2 separate regions of the Macaca mulatta genome follow, and region 2 is linked to region 1. Evidence: chromatin contacts called from public Hi-C data. All regions are on one chromosome and are shown on one strand. Each heading gives the region's core, a stretch centred on a gene start, on an enhancer-like site or on the middle of the called end of the contact. The rest is flanking DNA. Distances are from core to core; before and after follow the strand shown.

Region 1 (5,122 bases), core at 2,174-4,673:
ATCTCATTCATGGCTAGTGGGAGGTCATATCAGACTAGGTTCTGTAGCAGGGTGATTTATCTATTTTTACAAAATTACTTGCACATAAACCTGGATGCCACAAATCTCACTTCTGGCAATTACCTCCACAGATAAAAGTGCAAAAGTGCAAAATGACAGTTGCTACATGCTTAACTGTAGCATTGATCATAAGAACAAAAAAATTGGAAACAATGTAAATGCCCATCCATAAGTCATCTGTTAAATAAAAGATGATTCATCTACAGGGGAATATTGTGCAGCTGTAAAAAAAGATTGAGGATATTTTCTATGTTTTGAAATAGAAAGATCTTTGAAATAGACCGGGCGCGGTGACTCATGCCTGTAATCCCAGCACTTTGGAAGGCCAAGGCGGGCAGATCACCTGAGGTCGGGAGTTGGAGACCAGCCTGACCAACATGGAGAAACCCCGTCTCTGCTAAAAATACATAATTAGCCAGGCATGGTGGCACATGCCTGTAATTCCAGCTACTAGGGAGGCTGAAGCAGGAGAGTTGCTTGAACCTGGGAGGCGGAGGTTGCAGTGAGTCAAGATCTCCCACTATGCTCCAGTCTGGGTGGCAGATTAAGAGACTCTGTCCCCCGCCTTCCCCCCATCCCCCAAAAAACTATACTTGCATCAAAATTTCTGGAAGAATATGTACAAAAATATAAAATTGAAATTGTCACCTAAGGGGGAGTTAAACACTTTTCACTGAATTCTGCTTTATTATTTAATGTTCTTTAATTTTTATTTTAAAGATGAGGGTCTGGCTAGGTAGTTGGCCAGGTTGGTCCTGAACTCTTGGCCTCAAGCAACCTTCCCACCTCGGCCTCCTAAAAGTGCAGGGATTACAGGTATGAGCCACCACGCTCAGCCGAAATTATTTTTATTTTATTTTTTTTTAATGAAATACCGCCCTGTCCGCCAGGCTGGAGTGCAGTGGCGCTATCTCGGCTCACTGCAACCTCTGCCTCCTGGGTTTAAGTTATTCTCCTGCCTCAGAATCCCGAGTAGCTGAGATTACAGGCGTCCACCAAAACGCCTGTTTGTATTTATTATTATTATTATTATTATTATTATTATTATTATTTTTGGGGACAGAGTCTTGCTCTGTCGCCCAGGCTGGAGTGCAGTGACGCGATCTCGTCTCACTGCAACCTCCCCCTCCCGAGTAGCTGGGATTACAGGTGCGCGCCACCACGCCCAGCTAATTTTTGTATTTTTAGTAGAGACGGGATTTCACCATGTTGGCCAGGCTAGTCTCCAACTCCTGACTTCAGGTGATCCGCCCGCCTCGGCCTCCCAGAGTGCTGAGATTACAGCCGTGACCGGTCGAAAGATTTTTTTTTGTTGTGTTGTGTTGTATTTTGTTTTGTTTTGTTTTGTTTGTTTGTTTGTTTGTTTGAGACGGAGTCTCGCTCTGTGGCCCAGGCTGGAGTGCAGTGGCCGGATCTCAGCTCACTGCAAGCTCCGCCTCCCGGGTTCCCGCCATTCTCCTGCCTCAGCCTCCCGAGTAGCTGGGACCACAGGCGCCGCCACCTCGCCCGGCTAGTTTTTTTGTATTTTTGGTAGAGACGAGGTTTCACCGTGTTAGCCAGGATGGTCTCGATCTGCTGACCTCGTGATCCGTCACTCCTCTGCCTCCCAAAGTGCTGGGATTACAGGCCTGAGCCACCGCGCCCGGCCGAAAGATGTTTTTTAAAGCTCATTTTGTGGTGCATGTAGCCTCTGTGGAAAATGGTATACCACTTCCTTAAAAACATAGAGATGCCATATGACCCAGTAATTTCACTTTGTGACGTGTACTCTAAAAAAATAGAAAACCTGAACTCAAACAGATATTCGTACACCCATGTTCATAGCTGCATTATCCACAGTAGCCAAAAGGAGGAAGGAAGCAAGTGTACATTGGCAGATGAATGGATCATGTGGTATATACGTGCAGGGGAATGCTAATCAGCTTTGAAAGGAAGGAAATTTTGACACATGCTACATAAGGATCAATCTTGAAGACATTAAATGAAATAAGACAATTAAAAAAAGAAATATTGTACGATTCATCTTACATGACGTATCTAGAGGAGTCAAATTCATAGACACAAAGTAGAATGGTGGTTGTCAGCGGTTGTGGGCAGAGGGGAATGGAGAGTTAGTGTTGGATGGGTTCAGAGTTTCATCTGGGAAACATGAAAAAGGAGATTGATGCACAACGATTTAAACGTATTTAATGCTACAGAACTGTACAGTTAAAAAGTGGTAAATTTTGTTGGGCATATTTTACCACAGTTTGAAACCCTAATTGTACTGCTAGATAATGGGTAATGAACATGCAGCGCCTACAAGAGTATTTCACACACAGAAGTGAAAGGCTTCAGAGCAGATTATTTTCCTAAGGGTTGGTCGGCTTATAATGTTTTACAGGTATGGCCAGTAATCGTAGATTTAGGAGTAAAACGACCAACTACGCCCAACGTGGGGCTCGAACCCACGACCCTGAGATTAAGAGTCTCATGCTCTACCGACTGAGCTAGCCGGGCGTCCGGTAACTCCGCCTAAAGAATTTTTCATTCTAGATTACATTGGGACCATATTCAACTGTGGGTTTGAACTTGGATTTGTTTGGAGTGTGATAAAACTACTGAAGAGCCTCGGCTCCCGGGAAATTCAAACTCTGCCGTTCCTGCCTGACTGTCCCTCCCACTTACGTCCGTTTTCTGCCCCTTCTACCCTACCAGCGATCAAGCCATTTTCTACCCGCGATGAAGCTCACGGCAAGGAGATGGAAAAACGTGCATCCTGACGCCACTGGAGCTCTCACCGTGTGGATTTTTTTTTTTTTTTTCCCTTTTTTTACAGAGTCCTGCTCTGTCGCCCAGGTTGCAGTGCCGTATCGGAATCTCGGCTCACTGCAACCTCCGCCTCCTGGATTCAAGCAATTCTCCTGCCAAAGGCTCCTGAGTAGCTGGGATTACAGGCGCCTGCCACCACGCCCGGCTACGTAGAGACCGGGTTTCGCCTTGTTGGTCAGGCTGATCTCAAACTGCTGACCTAGTGATTCACCCGCCTCGGCCTCCTAAAGTGCCGGGATTACAGGAATGAGCCACCGCACCCGGTAAAGTACCGTGTGGATTTTTAAAGACAATTAATGGGGCCCAGAGGAGGGCAGGGGCCGCCGCGGTCTTTCTCCACCCCGCAGACTCTACCTTCTGGGTTTTTCCTGGCGCTCTGCGAACACGCTGGATTTCAAAATTTGAAAGGAAAATCGAGAATAAAAATTGGATGTGCAAAAGAACACTGGAGATGCCGGGGATCGAACCCGGGGCCTCATACATGCAAAGCAAGCGCTCTACCACTGAGCTACATCCCCGTCCACGTTTTGAGGCTCTCCCAGATTGCCCCTAGTCGTCGCTTAGCTCAGGGCATCGGGAGCGGATGACAACTGGTGTGCGCTGGGTCTCAGCTGCTGCAAAAACCCGGGATCGCAGGGCCGAGAGTTGTTCCAGGGTCCTCCGCTGACTCCAGACCAGCGGGTCTTGACCAAGAGATTCCAAGAGAGAGGATTAGGCCCGGCTAAGCACCTGGGAGCAGCGGTGGAAAAAGGAGAGAAAATCATCAGGCACGATGCCAAAACTGAACTGTGACCTGAAAAAGAAAAGAAGGGAAAATTGTGCAGGATGCTACGTTTTGTTTTTTAAAACAGGGGGTCGAGGCGATAAAATACGGAATATTTGATTAATGTAATCCAGAATTGTAAAGTTGATTGCTCGGGATGAAGAAAGAACTGGGACACAGGTGAAGGGCCTACTTTTCACCGTGAACTGCGGCTCATCTTTCGAATTCTGAACCACGTTTAATCCGAGAAAACTTTACTGAGCTTGCCAAGAACTGCTCTAAAAACAGGATTCAGCCGTGAACAAACCGGGTACAGTCCGTCTTAAAGCTGACATTCCAGAGGAGATGGAGAGCGGGCACAGAGCCAGCCCGGAGAGGGGAGCGCGCTGAGAGACCACTTTACACAGCGTGCGCGTTCGGGGCGGGCTTCGTGGGCAGAGACGTTTGAAGCAAGACCTGAATGAGGTGGGAAGGAGCATGCAGGTGGTCGGAGAAAAGAGGTCCACGCAAGGGGAACAGCCAGCGCAGAGGCCACGCAGTTCAGGAACAGCAGGAAGGGTCGGGGACACAGCCCTGAGAAGGGAAGTCGGGAAGGGGGGAGGTGAGGCGAGGTCTTCGCCTTTGGGTGAGAATTGCTGGAGTTCCCGGTAACACTGGCAAGCCAGTTTCTGAGGAGGGTGCGGGCGAAAGCCTGATCCAAGCGACCTCCAGAGTGAACAAGGAGAGAGGGTGTGGAAGCGGGTAACACAGGCAGTTCTGCAGAGGGGCTGTGGAGACAGCTGGGGGACAAGAGAGCGCTGAGGTTTGTATGTGGGGGGGTGAAATAATACTGAATAAAATGGGAAAGTATATATGTATTATCTGTTCAAATATTAAGTAAAGAGTAAAGAAGGGAGAGGACGGTCGCAGAAAAGGTAATGGAGTGGATACAAGGCCATGCTTGAGGGTGAGGGGACAGGGCCAGGTTCCAGTCTCTAAATTTAGCTCAGTTCAGGGCCGGGGCGAACCTGCGCTAGGGGAACCTGACACCGTGGCCCGAGCGCCAGGCCCTTGCTCCGAGATGCTGGGTCGGCCTCGGTCGGAAACCGGGAGTGGCTCCCGGCAGGGTTTGTGCGCCCACCTGTCGCGGCCCGTTTCCCGCGGCTGACTGGGTCAGGCTGGGGCGGCCTGGAGAGGCTGAGCGACTGGGGCGACGGGGAGAGGCCGCTGGCCAAGGCGGGGGCTGGTGGAGCGCAGGTCCGGGGCGCGGGGCGCTGTCCCGCGCTTGAATGGCCCAGTGTCTTCGGGCCTGTAGTCAACGTGCGCCTCCCCTCCCGGCTCCCAGCCGGGCGCGCCCTGGGCTCAAGTCTCTGCCTGCCCAGTGGCAGCCCCGCCCTTCCTCTCCCAGTGGGCACTCGGCGGCCAGCTCGGACGTCGGGCTCCGACCCGCGTCCTGTGAGGTCCAGCGGCCGCCCAGGCGCTACCAGATCTGAGAGCGCGGAGAGCGCG
Region 2 (5,104 bases), core at 2,441-4,940, 38 kb before region 1:
TCACTGCAAGCTCCGCCTCCCGGGTTCACGCCATTCTCCTGCCTCAGCCTCCCGACTAGCTGGGACTACAGGCGCCCGCCTCCACGCCCGGCTAATTTTTTTTTTGTATTTTTAGTAGAGACGGGGTTTCACCGTGTTAGCCAGGATGGTCTCGATCTCCTGATCTCGTGATCCTCCCGCCTCGTCCTCCCAAAGTGCTGGGATTACAGGCCTGAGCCACCGCGCCCGGCCTCTCCTTGGGACTCTTACCTTGTGTGGAATGAAAGTGGTGCCTCTGGGGTCCCAGACACGGGGGAAAGGAGGCAGCCCAGGGGCTTGGAGAAGTGGTGACACCCAGAGGAACGGTGGACCCAGTCAGGAAGGGTCCTGCCAACAGGGCCTGGGCCAGCCTCGGGGTCTTCCCAAAAAGGCAGGTGGGGGCCTCCAGCAAGCTTCCCACCTCTGTGAGGCTAGAGAAGAGGCGCCCTGGATGAGAAGGCAGAGGCCGGCAGGCCCGGCGGGCGCAGGCACAGGGAGACTTCTGGTGGGATGAGCTTGACTGACTCAGCCTCCTCCAGCGGCTGCAGGACGTCCCCCCGCTAGAAGGGGCCGGGCTCCCTTTGCTGACCCAGAGTCAACCCAGCGATTCCTCCTGGAGAGACGGGGGCCCCGGCCCCGGCCCCGGCCCAGAGTGCATGCCTATGCCGGGAGCTGGGCGAGGACCGGGCACAGCCACAGCTGGGTGCCCAACGGGAAAGGCGGCCGTTCCCCCTCAAGCTACACCTGAAGGGGCCCCCAGGGTCGAGGCCACGTCTCCTTCGGCTCAGGGCTGAACTTCAGTGACCACCGTGGCCTGCGGGCATCCCCTGGGAGGGACGGAGGGGGTTGGAGGAAAACTCCGAAGGGAAAGGCCGAATCCTGCAGGGTCTGGTCGTCGGAAAGCCGCCTCCCTCTCCTCGGGCTGGCATCGCCATCGGGGTCCACACGGGCTCTAAGACAAAACCCCAATTTCCCCCAAGGCCCCATAGGAGGGGCGCTGCCACAGTCGCCTATTTTTAGTGCAAGAGAACCCGGCCGGGAGAGGCCGGCAGGAGCCCGGAGCATTCCCGAGGTCTCGGCCCAGGTCTCGCGAGGCAGGGAAAGGGGGCAGCCCCGGGGCGGAGCGGGAAAGGGGGCGGGGCAGGGTGGGGTTGGGCGTGGCAACCGCCCGCTTCCGGGAGAGGGACCCGCGGCGCGGGAAGGTCTTTTCCTTGGGCGTGGGTCGGGGACCTGCAGCGAGGTTCGTGTTAAACCTGGACTCCCTGTGGAACGTTCAAGAAAAAGAGAACCGAATGAGGTTTCTCGAAAGGAAAAAAGAATGTGACAGTGTAATCTAGTGCTACTCCTCGGCGTTTTAGGGCCCCAACCCGGGAACCCCTCGCACCGCGAATCTCACTCAGTCCACAGCGGGAGGCGGGTGTGGTCGTTGACCTATTTGCGCCCGAGGGCTCAGGGAGGCGCTGGCGTGACCCGAGTCGGGGGCAGCAAGCTGGTTAGCGGGTGGGTGAAGGCAGGGGTCTTCCACGACCACCACAGAAACAAAACACCTGGGTCGGGATTGCGTCTTGTATTGGAAAAGCGAAAGAACAGTCAGCTGGGGGTGCCAAGAAGGCAGGTGATGTACAAACCTGGAGCCTTAGGATGGTCCACAGGCTGCGGAGGAGCACAGCCAGGACAGCGTTCCGCGGGGCCCGACAGAGACTGCGGCGGAAGGCAGGGGAATCTGCCATGGACCAGTTGAGCAAGCTGTTTCAGGGAGGGATCCAGGCCTCTGCACACCTGGGCGTGTACAGCCTGCGGCAGCTCTGCCACCGTTCCTCGCCTGTCTTCTGCCTTTACGCAGGCTTTCTAGCAGACATTGCCAAGGTTCTTCTCCAGGCCTTCAAGGCCGTAGGTTAACTGCGCCCTCCATTTCACTGCTCTGTCCTCAGCCCCTCCACACTCCAGCTCAGTACGTTGGCACTAACTCTTCCCTCCGATTGAAACATTCTTCCCCTACACGACGTCCCTCCACGGAACATTATTCTCCCATATACCCACAGTGCGCTCTCCGTGTATCTGCTCCAATGTTCTCCCCTCTTCGCATACCGCCGGAAGTAAGCTGCAAATAAACCAGAGTCCCCCGTCTGTCTTGTTCACAGCTTTGTCCCCAAAACCTAAAATAAGGCTTGGTACCCAAGAGGTGCTCACTAAGTTTCACAACATTTACTCTGCCAGACGTTGTTCAGGGCGCTTAATTTGCTTCTTTACTTTCCACACCATGTAATGTAGATACTAATGTTATTTCCAATCTCATTTCACAGATGAGAAACAAAAGTTGATAGATGTCACAAATAGAAATGTGACATCTTTATTTTGCATAGATGTTGGTGGCTGCTATCATCCTGATATGTCCTCCTGTTTAAAACTACTTGAAGAGACACGGTGCCCAATACTCTTATAGTCAGATGTGAGAGAATGAGAGTCATTACTTGTTTAAATTCCTGAGGTAGAGTGGAAGGCAGAAGGACAGCTAGGTATCCGTGTTCCACCGCTTCCCTGTCTGGGCACGTCCTTCAGGGTGCAACTGGACCCCCAGACGCCTGGGCTTTTGTGTGCAGTGACTGGGCCCAGAGAGAGCTTTCCAGTGGATGTCCCCAGAAGTCAGAACTTTAAGGTCCTCCTTTGGGCGTTTCCGTTTCTGCGAGAGCTTCCCGTGTTCTGACCTAGGCAGGAATGGATTGGCAGTCTAGCAACACACAGGGCAATTTTCACCTTATTATTTTATTGTATGTATGTATGTATTTATTTGAGTCGGAGTCTCGCTCTACTGCCCAGGCTGGAGTGCAGTGGCGGGATCTCGATTCACTGCAACTTCTGCCTCCCAGGTTCAAGGGATTCTCCTGCCTCAGCCTCCCGAGTAGCTGGGATTACAGGCACCCGCCACCACACCTGGCTAATTTTACTTATTTATTTATTTATTTATTTATTTATTGGAAAGAGGTTGCATCATGTTGGCCAGGCTAGTCTCGAACTCCTGACCTCAAGTGATCCACCCCCTCGGCCTCCCAAAGTGGAATGATTACAGGCACGAGCCACTGCGCCCGGCAAAAAGAGACCAATTTTTAGTACATCCAGAGTAACCCTCTCCTGCCTTAGTCCAGCCTGGACTAAGTCCTTCCGGAGTTGGTGTGCATCAGAACAAAAACCTCTTGAGGGAGGACGGTCCCGCGGAAGCACAGTTTTAAAGTTTATTTTTAAAATTTTAATGCCATACTTTTTTAAATTGCCCATCGTTACCCACGATAGTGAACTGAAAATTAAGCTCTCCTGTGGTTGCCCCGTCAACCCTCCCCGCACCAAGTGGAACAGGCGGAGCTCGAGCTACGCCACATAGGGGCGGGGAAGCCGCCAGGGAGTCCTCATGGGAATGTGCCGTACACTTCACCTCTTTCGCTTCTCGCTCTACATCATCCCTGAGAAGCCTTTTTAAACACTTGAATGTGCTTGTTTCAGAATGTATTTATAAAGCGCTGTCAGATTATGTTGTACGGAAGTGGGGACTGTGATGCCGTGCAATTTCCCTTTGCCTTTTGCATTACATGGCGCCGCCATCTTGAGCAGAAGTGTATCATGGGGCTCGCCATTTTACTTGGTCGAGTGGGTATTTCCGGTTCCGGCAGAGGGCTTCTCTCTTTCACTGCAAGGCGGCGGCGGTAGCGGCTGTGTTGCTCGTTTCTCTGAGCCATCCAGTGCCATCCTCGTCGCTGCAGCGACACACGCGCTCGCCGCCGCCATGACTGAGCAGATGACCCTTCGTGGCACCCTCAAGGGCCACAACGGCTGGGTAACCCAGATCGCTACTACCCCGCAGTTCCCGGACATGATCCTGTCCGCCTCTCGAGGTACGGACTAAGGTAGATTTCAGGACCCGAGATTGCAGGGCTGGGGGATTCCGCGTGGTTCGGGCAGGCCGGTGGCGCGCGCGCTGCCGGGGACTGACAAACTTCTCTGCCTCACTGTGATTTGGGGCGTGCGGACGCGAGCCTAGGCCTCAGCCCGGGCGAACCACATTGCAGATGAGGACCTAGACGTAGAGCGGCTCGTGGCTGTTAGGGTTGGAGAGTTGGAAACTTTTAAAACATCTTCTGCCTTCCCCTTCGTAGTGTGGTCGGGGGCCTACGGGCCGGGCGGGGCGGTGATGACCCCAACATGCCATCTGAGTGTCGGTGCTGAAATCCAGAGGCTGTTTCTGAGCTGCCGCCCGGCCCAAGGCTCGTGGGGAGGCGGGTGGACTCCAGAGGACCTCGTGGCTCAAGTCTCGTCCTACTTTTTCTGCCCCTGGGTCTCCCCTCCCCGTCCCTATCCCTGTGTGCCTGACTGCGTTTGGACACTTGTTGTGCTTCCCCTTTGCTCCTACACTGTTAAGAATTGTGTGACTCTTGAATCATGTCTGGCTGTTAATCGTAAAATTGTTGAGTGGGACAGGTTTCAGTAAAAGCATCCGATCCTGTAGCGCCTAAAGTGGCTTTTCCAGCATTCATTATAACATTTCTGTCGGCCCTCATGGGAGGCATGGGAGGCCCCAGCTACTCTACAGCCACGAACTGCTGTGCATTCGGTTGCAGAGAAGATACGTGGTGGCTGTTGAGTTCGTCTGAGTTTCAGGAAAGGGTGTCTGTAATTTCTGGCACCTAAATTAAGTTCTCAGGATACAGACCGGGCACGGTGGCTCACGGCTATAATCCCAGCACTTTGGGAGGCAGAGGCGGGCGGATCACCTTAGGTCAGGAGTTCGAAACTAGCCTGGCCAATGGTGAAACCCCATCTCTAGTTTAAAAAAAAAAAAAAAGCCAGGCGTGCTGGGGGTGGCCTGTAATTCCAGCTACTAGGGAGGCTGAGGCAGGAGAATTGCTTGAACACGGGAGGTGGAGGTTGCAGTGAGCCGAGATCATGCCATTGCACTCCAGCCTGGGTGACAGAGTGAGACTCCATCTCAAAAAAAAAAAAAAAAAAGAGTTATCACGGTACAGTTTAGCTCTGCGTGCGTTTTTAGTCTGGAATAGAGCCACTCAGTCCTGGCCTGTAACTGCTCTTGTAGTCTGTT

The links. A called contact is a pair of places that touch in the nucleus more often than the background predicts.
Region 2: a contact with region 1 is called in a Hi-C map of blood, with 1.7 times the contacts expected there. The contact joins the promoter of RACK1 here to the promoter of TRIM7 in region 1. A contact is called at or near these places in 2 of 14 Hi-C or Micro-C datasets (blood and liver).

Annotation. Positions count from the first base shown.
Region 1 is chr6:190,248,051-190,253,172 of T2T-MMU8v2.0, reverse strand. It overlaps TRIM7 (tripartite motif containing 7), which reads left to right and starts at 3,423. Exons shown (of 7, transcript XM_015141669.3): 1 at 3,423-5,122. It overlaps TRNAA-UGC (transfer RNA alanine (anticodon UGC)), which reads right to left and starts at 3,389; the gene lies at 3,318-3,389. TRNAK-CUU (transfer RNA lysine (anticodon CUU)) reads right to left here and starts at 2,559; the gene lies at 2,487-2,559.
Region 2 is chr6:190,286,213-190,291,316 of T2T-MMU8v2.0, reverse strand. RACK1 (receptor for activated C kinase 1) reads left to right here and starts at 3,690. Exons shown (of 8, transcript XM_001105066.5): 1 at 3,690-3,902. The coding sequence starts at 3,794. LOC114679149 (small nucleolar RNA SNORD95) reads left to right here and starts at 4,190; the gene lies at 4,190-4,257.